2 separate regions of the Triticum aestivum genome follow, and region 2 is linked to region 1. The links are chromatin contacts, called in public Hi-C maps. All regions are on one chromosome and are shown on one strand. The core of a region is the stretch at or near the end of the contact, and the rest is flanking DNA. Distances in the headings are between cores, read along the strand shown. Region 1 has its middle 18 kb from the start of LOC123180975. Region 2 holds the start of LOC123180977 (E3 ubiquitin-protein ligase WAV3-like).

Region 1 (5,459 bases), core at 1,365-3,864:
CAATTCCGCAGCTAGCGCAAAGTACTCCAAGATGCACCTTCCGGGTAGAAAACCTGACTGCATAGGGTGTATAAGTGCTGGTATAAGGCATTGAAGCCGCATAGCTAAAACTTTTGTGACCAGCTTGGGCAGACTATGGACCAGAGGAATCGGGTGAAAATCCTTAATGTGAGTAGGGTCATCCTTTTTCGGTATAAGCACAATGTGGGCCAGATTAATGTCCTTTAAGTTGCCTCCATGTTCATAGAACTCATGGAAGAAACTGAGCAGGTCCTCTTTTAGCAAGCCCTTGAACTCCTTGTAAAACTCACTCGTGTATCCATCCAGCCCCGGGCTCCGATTGTTGGGAGTTTTCTGGATAACAGATGCCAGTTCTCCCCAAGTGAAAGGCTCCTCGAGGGTTGCCAAATCAGCATGGTCATAGAGCTGGGCAGGATCAAGTGATGGCAGAGAAATTCTTGGTTGTCCAAAGATTGTACTGAAGAAACTTGTGGCGATCCTCAACTTCTCTTGCTCATCGAAGAATTCAACTCCATTCTCGACCAGGAGCCTCACCCGATTCTTTTTACGATGGTAGTTAGCAGAGGCATGGAAAAAACTTAGTGTTTCCGTCACCCAAGATGCAATCTCTGATCTTAGCTCACCGCTTCTAGGCCATGCTCTGCCAAAGAATTAGTTGTTGTGCCTTTGTGTTTGCATGCTTTCTCAGGGCGAGCTCGAGCCTGGATAGGTGTCTCCTTTCCTCCATTGCATCAAAGAACTGCACCACATGTTTACAATTATCCAAAGTTAATTGTATGGGTGTGGTGGACTTGCTCCATTTTCTGAGTGCCGCCCTGAGCCTTCTCAATTTGAAGCTGAGAAGGGACAAAGCCGCGGAAAAGGGCCTGCAACCTCTTTGCCAGAGAGTCCTGAGCAACTCCCAGGCCGCTAGCATCTGCAACCAGTGATTTTCGAATCTAAAGAAGGGGCAGGCTGGTGTTTTTTGCAGAAATCTACAATAATCAGGGCATGATCTGAAGTAGTTGAGGGAAGTGCCGCTGCCATGGTGTCCAAAAAACTCAGGTTCCAATCAGCATTGACAAGAATTCTGTCCAGCTTGACGAGGGTTGGCTCAATTCTCTTGTTCGACCAGGTGAATGTGTGGTTTGAGATGTCGATATCATCTAGAGCGTTCTGACTGATCCAGGAGTTGAAAGTGTCCATCAGAGGCCAATTCTTTCTTCCCTAAGATTTTTCATGGGCGTATCTATACATGTTGAAATCGCCCATCAGAATCCACGGACCAGCAATCATTGGAGACACTTGGTTCATGGCCTCGAAGAAATCTGGTCTGTCTTCATTATCACAAGGCGCATAGACTGTGGACAGGGTAAAGCTGTCGTTGTTGTCTGTAGATTGGAACTTCATGGTGATGCAGAAATGGTTCTTGGCCATCTCTGTGCCATGGACGACGCTGTCGTCCCAGGTGAGAACAAGTCCGCCTGAGGAGCCATTCGCCGGCATGTACACGAATGATCTCAAACCTGAGGGAAGGAAGGTGGACGCCTTCCTCAAGTCTAGCTGCTGCAACTTGGATTCCTGCAAGCAAACCACAGACGATCGACTAGCCAGGAGAGCATCCTTAACTAGAGTGCATTTGTCAGAATCGCCAAGCCCTCTAACGTTCCAACTAGAGATCCTCATAAAAACAAGGGGAGACAACTAGGAAGACATTCCAGAGAGCAGAGAGTGAAGCACATATCGATAGCTTGATAACAGAGGTGCTCATGAGAGCTTACATGGTACATGACACGATTAGCAAAGCAGTGAAGAGGGAAACATGCAGTACAATGCAGATACAACGCCTCAAGAGGCCATACATCGATATGAGAAGCTACTACATGCAGACTACTAGGAAAATGCAGATTCAGGCCACAACAGACGCAAGCTACTGGCAAACTATAGCAATAAAGAAGCTGAGCAGAGACATCTCCAACAGGGCAACTATCCATGGGTTGATCCATTGGACTCAGAGGAGGCAGAAGCCTCACCCGATTCGGCAGGGGGGAGGCATCTGCGAAGACCAGCGCTTCATTCAAATCGCAGCAGCGAGCAAGGAGCTTGGCCTTGCCACGGGTGAGCGGTCTTGACGTATCGCGGAGGGGGAGCTCGAGGACGTCGGCGGCCTTCGTGGTCTTTCCCCGATTACGGCCAGGCGAGCGGCGCCGGGCTGCCCCGCTGTCAGACGGGCTGGACGAGGCCTTGTGCTTGGAGGCGCGCTCGACGGACCCCAGGAAGACCCCGTCGTACATCTTCTAGATGCGTGAGCTACGGCGGGGGCAGGCAGCCGGGGCAACGGGGGCCACATCGACCGTCTCCCTCGGGGCCTCCTCCGCAGGCGGGCCGTCAGAGGCCTGCACTTGCTCCACAGCCGGCAGATCCGGCGCCAGGGAGTCGTCTGAGATGGTGATGGTGGCTGGTTGGAAGAGCTGCAGGGTGGGGGGAGGAGCGCTGCTCAGCAGCGGCGGGCTCAGATGCAGGAGCGCGGCAACTGCAGAATCTAGTGGCCACTGTAGCGGGGAGGATAGCACAAGAGGCGTGTTGTAGGTTAGTGCAGGTGACGGGGGATAGAAACTCGGTTGGGAGCAGGCCCACAAAAGGGCCCGGGATCGGCCTGACGGGCCTCGTGCAGATGGGCGGGTGTTTAGCACTTGGTGGGCTTGCACCCTGATTTCGGCCAGCGGAAGCTTAAGTGATGGGAAGGAGGGTTCGCCTGCAAGGGAAAGGAGGGGCCCAACATCTGGCACTAGTGAGCTGGGCACTGTGTTTTTTGGCGGGTGCTTACACTCGTTGAGGGCAGCAGAGGCAAGGTGCGGGAGCAGAACTCACCAGCCATGGTTTTAGGCTAGAGCTTGAACAAGATGGAGCGGCAGTTGTGATGCTCAACAATCCCACGGTTGAGATCAAAGCAGACGAAGCGGCCATGTTCTACAATGGCCTGTCCAGCAAGGACTACCCCCGAGGCCGAGCGGCGGTTGCTCATCTTGACGGAGAAAGTGAATGTGGGAGTATCGGCATCAAAGGCCACAGAAGTGTGCGGAAGCGTGACGTCTGCCGCCATGAGGACAGGTTTAAGGCACAGGCGGTCATCGTCCTCGTGTGCGACCTCCTGGATTGTGGGAATGGCGAAGGTGGTGTATCTCTGGAGTCTAGGTTTGGAAGATACTTTAAGCATGGCTATGGAGTCGCCAAATGTGGCCAGGTGCGGGTGTTGGAAGGCGCGGTCAAACATGCTCTCATTGATGGCCCGCTTAGCGCGAGGATTGGCATGGCCACGGCACAACCCGCGAGAAGGGGCGTGGTCGCTGCCCTCGGGGGAGGGGGCGAAGCATGTGGTGGAAGCGGAGGGGAGGAGGGGGAGCCCAACGTGCGTGCCACGTCCTAGACTTCGTTAATGATGACGTTGGCATAGATGCCGACGCCATCAATGCGGTTGATAGTGAGGTGGTGCGAGATGTGCTTGAGAGCCTCGACTTTGGCCAGGAGGAGGATGCAAGAGAAGTCATTCCCATGGAGGCAGACATGGTTAACGCCGAGCAAGCAAGCAAAGCCAGCCACGTTGGAAGAAACGCCCCTCCGATCCAACAGCTCGAGGGGCATTTTCTCCAGCGATAGGCTGACAATGTGGCGGAAAGCGAAGGTGAAGGCGTTGTTGCCGGCATTTGTGGTGGAGGATGTGTACACGACGGGAGGCGGTTTCTATGGGGCTCGCCCTCATGGCTGCAGTCTGCTCCGCCTCACGGAGGAAGACCACAAGGACAGTGCCCGTGGTGCAGCCGGGGAAGCGGCCTTCGAGATGAAGCTGCTCGTGATACATCTCCAACGTATCTATAATTTATGAAGTATTCATGCTATTATATTATCTGTTTTGGATGTTTATGGGCTTTACTAAACACTTTTATATTATTTTTGGGACTAACCTATTAACCGGAGGCCCAACCCAAATTGTTGTTTTCTTGCCTATTTCAGTGTTTCGAAGAAAAGGAATATCAAACGGAGTCCAAACGGAATGAAACCTTCGGGAGAGTTATTTTTGGAATGGAAGCAATCCAGGAGACTTGGAGTAGACGTCAGGGAAGCTTCGAGGAAGCCACGAGGCAGGGAGGCGCGCCCTACCCCCTGGGCGTGCCCCCCACCCTCGTGGGTCCCTCGTGGCTCCCCTGACCGACTTCTTTCACCTATATATATCCATATACCCTAAAAACATCGGGGAGCAGAATAGATCGGGAGTTCCGCCGCCGCAAGCCTCTATAGCCACCAAAAACCAATCGGGACCCTGTTCCGGCACCCTGCCAGAGGGGGGATCCCTCACCGGTGGCCATCTTCATCATCCCGGCGCTGTCCATGACGAGGAGGGAGTAGTTCACCCTCGGGGCTGAGGGTATGTACCAGTAGCTATGTGTTTGATCTCTCTCTCTCTCGTGTTCTTGATTCGGCGTGATCTTGATGTATCGCGAGCTTTGCTATTATAGTTGGATCTTATGATGTTTCTCCCCCTCTACTCTCTTGTAATGGATTGAGTTTTCCCTTTGAAGTTATCTTATCGGATTGAGTCTTTAAGGATTTGAGAACACTTGATGTATGTCTTGCATGTGCTTATCTGTGGTGACAATGGGATATCACGTGATCCACTGGATGTATGTTTTGGTGATCAACTTGCGGGTTCCGTAACATTGTGAACTTATGCGTAGGGGTTGGCACACGTTTTCGTCTTGACTCTCCGGTAGAAACTTTGGGGCACTCTTTGAAGTTCTTTGTGTTGGTTGAATAGATGAATCTGAGTTTGTGTGATGCATATCGTATAATCATACCCGTGGATACTTGAGGTGACATTGGAGTATCTAGGTGACATTAGGGTTTTGGTTGATTTGTGTCTTAAGGTGTTATTCTAGTACGAACTCTATGATAGATCGAACGGAAAGAATAGCTTCGTGTTATTTTACTACGGACTCTCGAATAGATCAATCAGAAAGGATAACTTTGAGGTGGTTTCGTACCCTACAATAATCTCTTCGTTTGTTCTCCACTATTAGTGACTTTGGAGTGACTCTTTGTTGCATGTTGAGGGATAGTTATATGATCCAGTTATGTTATTATTGTTGAGAGAACTTGCACTAGTGAAAGTATGAACCCTAGGCCTTGTTTCCTAGCATTGCAATACCGTTTACGCTCACTTTTATCGCTTGCTACCTTGCCGTTTTTATATTTTTTTCAGATTACAAATACCTATATCTACCATCCATATTGCACTTGTATCACCATCTCTTCGCCGAACTAGTGCACCTATACAATTTGCCATTGTATTGGGTGTGTTGGGGACACAAGAGACACTTTGTTATTTGGTTGCAGGGTTGTTTGAGAGAGACCATCTTCAACCTACGCCTCCCACGGACTGATAAACCTTAGGTCATCCACTT
Region 2 (5,459 bases), core at 1,804-4,303, 150 kb before region 1:
GATGATGATGGCCACGCCAGTGTTCCGGCGCCACCGGAAGAGAAGGGGAGAGGGGCCCCCTTCGTCTTCTTCTTCCTTGACCTCCTCCATAGATGGGAGAAGGGTTTTCCCTCTGGTCCTTGGCCTCCATGGCGTGGGAGGGGCGAGAGCCCCTCCGAGATTGGATCTGTCTCTCTGTTTCTGCGTTCTCATCTGCTGCCCTTTCACCGTTTCGTATATATACGGAGATCCGTAACTCTGATTGGACTGAAATCTTCGCCGTGGTTTTTTTCCTAAAAATTAGCTTTCTTGCGGCCGAAGAAGTGCATCAACCGCCTTACGAGTGGACCACGAGGGTCAGGGGCGCGCCCAGGGGGTGGGGCGCGCCCCCTGCCTCGTGCCCACCTCGGACACCGTTTCGCGTTGATTCTTCCTCCCAGATTTTCCAAATATTCCAAAATAAGCTCCGTCCATTTTTATCCCATTTGGACTCTGTTTGATATGGATATTCTGCGAAACAAAAACATGCAACAAACAGGAACTGGCACTGGGCACTGGATCAATATGTTAGTCCCAAAAATAGTATAAAAAGTTGCCAAAAGTATATGAAAGTTGTAGAATATTGGCATGAAACAATAAAAAATTATAGATATGACGGAGACGTATCACTATGCATCTCCTAGATAGATCTTGCATGACCATAGGTAATTTTTTGAAATTGCATGCTACGTTCCCCAACATGAATAATTTGTATTTGTGTGCGCTACTCATTGTTTGTGTGTGATGTTTGACGTGGATGTTTGCATGAATTGATGTATTGAAGGTTGTGGTTACAAATCAGGTCTTGCCAAACAGATAACCACTCATCCATGTGGCAAGCAACCCAAACTATCAAAAGAGGGCCATATATAGGGGCCTGGATTTGTCAAACTTTTTTTTTTGAGAAAAGGTTGCTACGTGTTCGTGATAAGAATATACGGTTACAACACCACACGTACACTCAAGAAAGACAAAGCAAAAAGAACATTTGTCCTGGTAAAAATGCAAAAAGGCCCCAAAATAAAAAGTAATACAATCAAGTCCTTGGAGGTCCCTCTGCACAGAAAAGCAACCATCCACCATTGTCGCCCACTGTCGACAAAATACCGCCGGAGTGGAAGAAGATGAAGATCCATCACAACCAAATCTGAAGGAGCGCCATCGCAATCAGAGTCACTTTGTGAGCCGAAGAACACGTCCACCGCGAATGGTAGAACAAATTCCAATGTAGCACGTCTGCTGGGGGGCATCTCCATGCCACCCGCCGGACATCAGCGCCGCCGTCTTAGAAGAGTAGCGAGGCTGCCTGCCGCCGTTCGCCAACCCAATACCGAAACAATCATCCTCTCGCATAGATCGCCATCGCCGCTCCTAATTGGAACAACAACCGCCTACCCAGACAAGAAAAAACTAACCTTGTTGATCCGACTAACCAAAGAGGAACACGAGCCATCGACCTGCCGATGCTGCCCAGGAGAGCACCACTAAGATGGGGGAAGTCGAGGCAAATTTATTCGTCGGAGCGACGCTACCGCCGCCATCGAAGCTGCGCCGCCGTGAAAACTATTCCTAAACTATCTACAGGCTGACGCCGAAGCACCGGGGATCTCCACACCTCCCTGCCGCCAGATGGCAGATGGAAGGAGGGAGATCCCATGGGCTCGCTGGCGGCGGTTGAAAATGGGAAGTAGATGGACAGATCCGGCCCCTCAAACGCCCGCGGACGCCCCGGATGCGTCCGCTGGCAATGATCGGGCACGCCTCATATTTGCCACTCTGTATCCGCGTATCTCATATCCGGCGCCTTATATCCATACTATACATGCAACATTGATCTACTCTACGTGATCAAATGACGGACAACTAAAATCGACTGCAACGGAACACAAGATCGGCTGCAAACGGACATTGACAAACTTCGCCACATCCAAATCATCATAGTTCGTCATAGGACAAGTTCTTAACCTTCTACAACTAAAAACGATATAAACATTGAGGAGGGGGCGGAATCACCACTTCCTCGTCGGGCCTTTGCCCTTCCGGTCGCCGGCACAGCTATATGCGTCCGCGGCTTGGGGGGGGGGGGGGGTCTTGGTCGTCCGACGAGGAGGTGCACCTGTCGCCGTCGTCGGAGTCGGAGTCGGAGAGAACGACGAGCCCCTTCATCCGACGGACTGCCCTATCCTGCTCCCGCGTCAACCTGATGACCCGAGCCTTCTCCGTCGCTGCCTCCTTCGCCTCGCGCTCCGACTGCTCAATAGCAAGCCGGAGCAACTTGGCGTTCTTCTGTTGGAGGCAGCGAGCGTCCGTCTCGGCCGTCGTGAGGGGCCGGCGGTAGACCCATGCGAGGAGACATGCGTCCTCGTTGGGGTGCGCCTCCGTCCCGCGGCTGCTGTCGTCGGGGGAAGGAGACGGCGCAGGGGCGGTGCGGACTGCGCTCTCCTGGCGTCGCTGCGCGAGGGCCGGGAGGATCCAGTCCGGCATCCGCGCTGCACCAGCGTGGGAGCTGCGGCGACGCTCTAGATCCGAAGCTGCCGCAGTCTCCGCCTTGGACCGCTCAGCGCAATGCGAGGGCCATCTCCTCCTCGTAGTCGAGCTCGGAGCCGGAGTCGCTGCCGGAGCTGGACATCCTAGTGAATGGGATCGAAATCGAAGAGGGAGAGGAGAGGACGGAGCGAGAGAGTGAGCTAGGGTTCGGAGCGAGGCGCCCGGATTGGGGTTTTTTGCGGAACAGATGTGGGGCTGATGGTGGGCCATGCCAGTTAGGCGGACGCGCCCCGGCGTGCCCGAGCTATCCCACATCCGTCATATATTTGGGCTGGATACGAGGGGTGCCGGTCAGCCCGGGCGTTTGTTCATGGTTTGAGAAGTTCGATTAGGTCAAAATTGTTTGACCGGACAACCTGTCCGGCGTTTGAGACGGGTACGAGAAGCTCGATTGGAGATGCCACTAATTACAGCTTTGGTGGTTTGGTCTTCTGTTAGTACTACGATATCGGTTCAGGCCGGCACGTTGCCCGCCGGCCGTAGTACCGGTCAAAAGAAGGGGGCATGCAGCTGAGCTGATTCAGAACCACTTACCACGTCAACGAAATCAGCATTGGAATTCTTATTCGGCGGTGGATTCTTCTAAACTATACTACAGTAGTAATTTATCTGCAGCAACCGATGACTTGTTTATGAATTTAAATCGTGTTCAACACGGAGCGTGCGGGAACGCAATAATGCAATCGCTGTCATCTTGTACTATTTGTCAAACCTCTCTCACCGCAATTTCCTCTGCCTGCGGTCAGAGGCCCATAGCCAAGCCAGGGGCGGCAATGGAGAGCAACAGCAGCACCTGCGCCATCTGCAATGGCGACATGCGGCGTGGCGGCGGCGGCGGCAGCGGCTTCACGGCCGACTGCTCCCACCAGTTCCACTACCGTTGCGTCTCCGGGAGCCTCGCCAGCAGCCGCCAAGCCTGCCCGCTCTGCAGCGCGCGATGCCGCGACCTGCCGTCCTTCCGCTCCTCCAAGAGCTACACGCCGTCACAGCCGCCGCCCGCGTCGCGCGCGCCGGCACAGCCGTTCTTCCGCCCCATGGAGCCACGCGTCTTCGACGACGACGACCCGGTGCTCCGGGCGCCTCGGCCTCTCGGCGACCGGCAGTATGGTGCCGCGAGTGCGACGTCCAGCGGGTCATTGGCGGTGGCGCTCAGCACGCACTGCGAGTACTCGTCTCTGGCGCGGGACGCGCCCCACGAGAACTTCGCCGTGCTTGTGCATGCCAGGGCTCCGGGGACTGGTAGCGCGGCCACCGGAGGGGCGCCGTCGCGCGCGCGGGCGCCAATCGACCTGGTCACCGTGCTCGACGTGAGCGGCAGCATGGTGGGGAGCAAGCTGGCGCTGCTGAAGCAGGCCATGGGCTTCGTCGTCGACAGCCTCGGCCCTGCGGACCGCCTCTGCGTCGTGTCCTTCTCGTCCGGCGCCAACCGCTTGATGCGGCTCGCGCGCATGTCGGAGTCGGACGGCGGGAAGGACCTGGCGAAGCGCGCCGTGCAGTCCCTCGCGGCGGGCGGCGGCACCAACATCGGGGCCGCCCTCCGCAAGGCCGCCAAGGTGCTGGACGACCGCCTCCACAAGAACGCCGTCGCGAGCGTGATACTTCTGTCGGACGGGCAGGACACGTACACCGTGCCCAGGCGCGGCCGTGACGCCAACTACGACGCGCTCGTGCCGCCTTCCTTCATGTACACCGGAGCCGGCGACCGGTCCGCGCCTGTCCACACGTTTGGGTTCGGCACCGACCACGACGCGGCGGCGATGCACACCATCGCCGAGGCCACCGGCGGCACGTTCTCGTTCATCGAGAACGAGGCGGACATCCAGGACGCATTCGCTCAATGCATCGGGGGGCTCCTCTCCGTCGCCGTGCAGGAATTGCGCGTTGACATCGCGTGCCCGCAATCGGGGGTGCGCGTCCGGTCGGTCAACTCCGGCCGCTACAGGAGCCACATCAACGTTGACGGCCGCTCCGCCTCCATCGACGTCGGCGAGCTGTACGCCGACGAGGAGAGGCGCTTCTTGCTGCTCATGGACGTGCCGAGGGCCCGATCCACCACGGATGTCACCCACCTGATGCAAGTCAGCTGCGCTTACCGAGACATGGTGACTGGACGGCCAACGAACGTGGACGGCGAGGACGCGGTGGTGCTGAGGCCCTCGCGGGCGGTGAGCCTGGAGCGCTCCGCGGAGGTCGAGCGGGAGCGCGTCCGGTTGGCGGCGACGGAAGGCATCGCCGCGGCTCGTGCGGCGGCAGAGCGGGGCGCTCACGAGGAGGCGGCCGAGATACTCCAGAGCGGGCAGCGAGCCGTCGCGCGCTCGGCGGCGGCCCGAGCAGGGGACTCCATGTGCGTAGAGTTGTCCCGAGATCTGCAGGAGATGAGCACCCGCGTAGCGGACCGGCGGCGGTACGAGCTGTCCGGGCGCGCGTACATGCTGGCAGGGCTGAGCTCGCACGCGCAGCAGCGCGCGACGTCGCGGCAGATGTCAGGCGACAGCGGGACGACGCGCCGCACGGCAGAGGCGGCCCTTGGCACGACGGTAATATCTACGACGGGCGCCACGGCGTCCTACTCGTACGTGACGCCGGCGATGATGGACATGCTGGACCGATCGCGGAGATCGCGGGAAATGACGGCGCTGTCGCAGCAGAGGAGTAAGGAGCGGCGAAGGAGCGCACACTACTGAACCCACCGATGTAGAGGATCAGGATTGACCTTTGATCAGAGAGATATGGTTTTCAAGTTTGTATAATCTGTACTGAGCTTCTCTCTACAGTCCACAAACTTTGCTTGCATGTGATTCTTTTCGTCCACAAACTTAAAAAAATAATAGTATATATAATAATGAAGTATACAAATTTGACCCGATGGGGCGAAATATGCACTGGCAATCAGA

Evidence for each region. Hi-C and Micro-C count contacts between places; a contact is called where the count stands out from the background.
Region 2: a contact with region 1 is called in a Hi-C map of root, with 8 times the contacts expected there. The contact joins the promoter of LOC123180977 here to the enhancer-like site in region 1. A contact is called at or near these places in 2 of 5 Hi-C or Micro-C datasets (leaf and root).

Annotation. Positions count from the first base shown.
Region 1 is chr1D:202,683,421-202,688,879 of IWGSC CS RefSeq v2.1, reverse strand. No RefSeq gene overlaps it. Among protein-coding and RNA genes, the nearest start is that of LOC123180975, 18 kb to the right of the region's middle. Within about 2 kb of position 2,614, at least 8 of the 8 cell types and tissues checked have an H3K27ac peak or open chromatin away from gene starts, as enhancers often do. A contact at or near this core is called in leaf and root, where this site is marked.
Region 2 is chr1D:202,831,331-202,836,789 of IWGSC CS RefSeq v2.1, reverse strand. It overlaps LOC123180977 (E3 ubiquitin-protein ligase WAV3-like), which reads left to right and starts at 3,053. Exons shown (of 2, transcript XM_044593179.1): 1 at 3,053-5,459. The coding sequence starts at 3,198. The coding sequence ends at 5,249.